Linked DNA regions of Gasterosteus aculeatus: region 2 is linked to region 1. Evidence: chromatin contacts called from public Hi-C data. All regions are on one chromosome and are shown on one strand. Each heading gives the region's core, a stretch centred on a gene start, on an enhancer-like site or on the middle of the called end of the contact. The rest is flanking DNA. Distances are from core to core; before and after follow the strand shown. Region 1 overlaps znf536 (zinc finger protein 536). Region 2 overlaps znf536 (zinc finger protein 536).

Evidence for each region. Hi-C and Micro-C count contacts between places; a contact is called where the count stands out from the background.
Region 2: a contact with region 1 is called in a Hi-C map of tail fin, with 1.6 times the contacts expected there. The contact joins two enhancer-like sites. A contact is called at or near these places in 2 of 6 Hi-C or Micro-C datasets (skeletal muscle and tail fin).

Annotation. Positions count from the first base shown.
Region 1 is chr12:2,288,184-2,290,828 of fGasAcu3.hap1.1, forward strand. The region is part of intron 5 of znf536 (zinc finger protein 536); the gene reads left to right. Among protein-coding and RNA genes, the nearest start is that of LOC144385317, 100 kb to the left of the region's middle. Within about 2 kb of position 1,353, at least 3 of the 9 cell types and tissues checked have open chromatin away from gene starts, as enhancers often do.
Region 2 is chr12:2,336,498-2,339,142 of fGasAcu3.hap1.1, forward strand. All of the region lies in intron 7 of znf536 (zinc finger protein 536), which reads left to right. Among protein-coding and RNA genes, the nearest start is that of LOC144385317, 150 kb to the left of the region's middle. Within about 2 kb of position 1,319, at least 4 of the 9 cell types and tissues checked have open chromatin away from gene starts, as enhancers often do.

The DNA.
Region 1 (2,645 bases), core at 103-2,602:
CACACACACCTTCCACACTATTCCTCTGTCTCCCCCATTCCTTTTTATGTTTTTATAATTAAAACATAATATTTATCTTTCCGTAACAGAAGGCTGCCTTACTCCGTCAGGTAGACTGTTTGCATATTAATATTCTTAATACGTCAACAAGCTATCTTCTCCGGTGTCATTGCTAAAACGGAGCAAGAGGGGAGGAAGAGAAGGTGACTCACTCGAACACGGCTCCTGTGCTACACTTTCCGAAATGCCGGCGAAAGTCAACTTTATTGAACGTGCGGGAGAAGAAAAAAAAAATAAAAGGATAAATGAATTATCATCATCACAGTCGCAACTTGTGCTGTGAGTGTATGTTTACCCGGCCTCGACCTCGGGATGCACGTGTAAATGCATGGACTAAATGCTCATTTGTTCCTCCCTTCAGTCAAAATCACAAAGCTGAAAACAAAAAAGAAAAGTTTCTCTTCTTTTGATTGTTTTCATGTGTGTGCTTAACAGCGGGGTCTGAAGGACGGAAGGGAGGGCCAGGCTGAATGAGGGTGAATGCCAAGTTCTCTTTTCTCTGTCGGCTGACAGCTGCCCGATTCCGTCAATGTGGAATTCCTGTGAAATGAGGCAGGGCTCTCTAGGTCAGGGAATGCAAATGGACAACAGTGGACGGTCGGCGGCGTGGATGGGGAGGGGACGGGAGGGGGGGGTTGTTTGAACAAGTTAACTTGGCCGTGATTGGGGTTTCTCCTGTGTATGAAAGAGCAAGAGAATACATTGACCTTTGGCTCATTAAAAATAGAGGGGCAGACATGTGACACCATGAGCGAGGAATCTCTCACTTGCTGTTTTTTATTTATTTTGTCCCCCCATTCATCCTACCCACTATCTCCTCTAGTCTCTATCTCTTTCTCCCCTCGCTCTGTCATTCTCTCATTTGCCCCCCACCTTTCCCCGCTCCCCTCTCAATCTCCTCCTCTTAACCCCCATTGACAAGTCACATAAAAAGCCCTTTGTGTCAACATCACGGTGCTGACACAAGAGCAGAAAGCGACATGAAAAATACGCTGTTTTTCTTGCTTATAGCTACCTCAATTCCACACAAGAGTGGGAGAGGGAGAAGGGTGGAAAAGTGAGAGAGGAATTAAATCCAGGGATTAAGATCTCTGAGCTTTCTGGGGGGGGGGTCACTCTCTCCCCCTGCCACATTCCAATTGTTCTTAAAATATTTGGCAATGTCAATTAGTAAGTGAGCAGAGCTAGCTGATGAACACAATTTTCCAGGCGACTGAGCACCCTATTGTTGTGGAGCGAACAGCAGATTTCTGAGGTCATTATCATTCCCTGTTAGCCGTGCCCAGCTGCTCTCCTCTTGGCTCCAGCCAAACTCCCTCTCTTCCCCTCCTTCCCCCTCCTCGCCTGCACCACGTCCACCAGCTCGGAGCTGGTTGATATAGCAGGCAGAAAAGTGGGGCCTTCGGCGAAAGGAGGGATAGGAGGAGTTGGTTTGGGGTAAAAGAAGGAGAAGAGAGTGAGATGCCAGAGAGCAGGGGAATTCAGTGAAGGTAAATGAGTGAGGGGTATTTAAAAAAAACTAAAAATAAGGAGGGGGACCGGGGGCACAAGCGGTACAAAGGAGTGAGCGCGCTCGACGATTGAACACAAGGGGGAGCATGGGAAGAGTGAAAGAAGAAGGGAGGATGTAGATGATCTGATGTAGTGGTTTAGACATGCAGTCTGAGACATGGTCCGTTAGAGAGCGTCTTAGAACACGGTGTGCATCATCGACGGAGGAAAACGAGGGTCAAGCCTTCTGCTTAAATTTAGTGTTACATTCATCAAACCTACTTGCGGTTTACGGTACCACTTTATCTTGCTTTCAACTAGTCTTTTAGTACTTAGCTTACGTTTAGTAATGAAGTGATTCAAAACAGAGTGCAGAAGAAAATGTGCTGCAAAAGATGTAATCGCACAGAGAACTGTTCTTTTCTTTCATAATTGTCTAGAGTGACCTCAATTAGAAAACATCATACAACATCATACAATCTGTACTTAGAGCTATTTTCATTAAAGAGAAATGTGGCGCTAAATCCTTTTGCCGTGCATCACAGTGCAGTGCAAATTACACAAAAAAACACATTCCTGCTGTTACACCTTTAGTCAGAGAATTTCAAAGAGTGTCTTTCACAAAGCACAAAGCATCCACGTAGCTGAATATTTCTGTTTTGTTGTTGTTTTTGTTGTTGAAGAAATGATGAAAGATCCCTTCTACACAAAAAAAAGTAAATCAAAAATCTTTGACATTCTTTTTTGTGCTTGCCAGTCGTACATCTACATCTAGAAATATGCCTTTTCACCCACCTTTTCCCTTCTACAACATGGATACCCTCCTTCCACCCCCCCAATTCCAAACTATTAGTCAGCAGATATACACGTGAAGCCGAAAACGCGTTTCATCCACTCTCGTCAAATGTCAAAGGGAACAATTTAGTTTTAAATTCTAAATTAAAAGATGTTGCGTTGTTAAAATTCTGCAAACAAGTGAAACTAGTTGGACCTGTTAGAACTGATCCACCAGAAAATCCATTAGTTCCATCAGGGTTCATGACTCTTTAGCTTTCACCCTCACATTACTCTTACCCTCTTGCCCAACCTGTAGG
Region 2 (2,645 bases), core at 69-2,568, 48 kb after region 1:
GTCTCTCCTCGCCGCTGACATTAAAACTTAAAACCAAACGCCGCAATGCAAACACAATACAAATATATATTTATTTACTTCTTCTAACCACCTTTTTTATCCCTCCATCTCATTGTGTTAGTATCACTTTATATTTGAATATCAGTTCCTACATTCGCATGTTCAACAGTGTGCGAGCTAACTAAAATTACAGAATAATCAGAATGAGGAGAAATTGATTCAGAACAGTGCATACACACACACTTCTATATACACCCCCCCCCCTTTCGCTTCCTTTTCATCATTTTTCCATATTCATTTCTGTAATTTACAGTAAATCCAATAGCCGTCAGTCACACGCGCATACAAACACAAAAAAGGAAAAAAAATACAACGTTCATTGGGAAACAGCTGCTCCAACATTTACAGCAAAGACCACTCTAAAATATTAAAGACGTGTCATCACCGACGCTCGACCCTGCATCTGTAACCATCTGCTTTCAATTAAAACATTACACCCAAAAAAAAGCACATCAGCTCACTGATGCTATTTCCGTCCTTTTTTTCTTCTTCCCCTCTTACAGATCTGCTCAATCTGTATCAGCACATACAAAGTATGAGTCCTGCTGACTGGAAACATCCAAAAAAACACCAGTTTCTCAGAATGTGGTGCTTTTGTACAACCTCTGCTGTCGAGCAGATGACATTAAAGGGACAGTTCAGGTGTTTTGAAGGGGTGTTGTGTCAGGTTGTTATCCACAGTCAGTGTATCATAGCAGATCTGTAATTAGGACATTTTCCAACGGGGAAACTTATCTATACCGTTTCTGTTAATAACTTCTGGTGGCTTTAAAGAGAGCGTGCATGACTTTTAGTTCAGTGCACTATGTGAAAGGACCTTCTGAAAATATTGAACTTTTGATTTTCACACCTTAAAACTAGATATATGATATAAGATATACGTTTAGGACAGTGGTGTCTTAAGTGCAGAAACATCCTCTGGGCCCCATCAATAGTTAGTTAGCATGTTTAGAGGGCTTTTTAATCGATACATATTCTATCAATTGTACTTGGTTATTACCACCGGGAGGTGACGACCCCCTCATCCCCTCCCCACCCCAGTGCTTATTTATTTCATTGCATTGCTGGTAGGGTCCGCGAGTGTCCCCGAGACACACGGAGCCCTGGCTGTTGACACAACTGAAAGTGTCAACTGAATGTCAAAAATACAGCCCTCCCCACCCCGATGTCCTCGGGTTACTCATGGGTGTGGAGGCGTACAATGACTCACACTGTTTGGGGCGATGACATCTGTCCTGTTAGAACAGATAGTGAGAGAGAGAGAGAGAGAGAGAGAGAGCATGGGCCTCTGAAAGCAGTGCCGGCGACTATTATGTTCCGACCGGACGGGGAGCGATGGGGCCCAGTCAAAGGTAAACAATTACAACACGGTGACTCACTTCTTTTTGGAGCGTGGCTAAAGGAACATCATCCCTCCCCCTTAATAGGTCATTTCCTTTTGTCTCCCGAGGATCACATCACATGTTGCCTGCGACGGGGTGGTCTGGCCCAAGAAGAAGAACGAGAGAGAGAGAGAGAGGGAGAGAGAGAGAAATGTACGGATTGAAACTTGGCTGGAAAACTTCCTTGAGAACCATTCTGTTCAAAATGAAACAAGCGCCTGTTTGTGAGGAATGCTTCAACAGATTCGGAGGGACATTTCCCAGTTTCTGCCTTTTTTTCATTTCCTTTTTTTCAGAGATGTATTTCATGCTCTCTGTCATTCTGTCTGCACAAAACTAGTTGTCCATTTTTGGGCTGTCATCTCCCTCTTGTTTTTCATATTTTTTTTACATTTGCAGGCACTTCTCCTTCTGGTTTAATCCACTAGCGCCCCACCTCTCTGCGTCTCCCTCCATCACTCTCCCTCGTGATGTCACCATCTCGGCGTGAATCATTAGGATATCAGTGTTCAGCCGTTGACAGAAAGCGCATGATTAACAAGCTTTCTTGTTTTTCCTCTCATCTTTATCCTCCTCCCATTTTTCTGAAACGAGGACTCCCGCTGCTCCCAACGACATTTCTCCTCGTTGCACCCCCTACCCCCTCCTCATCATCGTTTCTTCCTTTCTCCTCTCCCCCTGTCGTGGATGGCGGGGAGTCACAGGTGTGTGACAATAATTACACTTAGAAAAAAATAACGTTGTTTCCTCCATTTAACAAGTTTGCCGTAAAATAGGCAGCAAAATCCAGAGAGAGGCTGAGAGCTCAAATCTTATCGGAAACCCCAACCTCTAACTTAATCATATGGCTCTTAAGAGCAGCCCGCCACCAGCTGGGGCTCCGTAATATGCATGCAATATGTGTGTAAAACGATACGCTTTAATTTTGAGCCCACTTTAAGCAGCAACAAAATCTGTTTATATGGGAGACATTTAAAAAGAAGAGAGGGATAGAAGGAGGGATGGCGAGTAGAGGATTGGGTTAACTCTTGCTCTCCGGGCCTGACAAAAGCCATCTGTTGGGTGTCAGCTAGTATCACTGTACATGCTGTAATGTACAGAGAGTGGCGAACAAATGGGGATGTGGGAGTTTACTTACTATTCAAGTAAAGAAGCGGGTGTAAACTGAGTCAGAACTCGTCCCCCTCTATTACGATTATGATG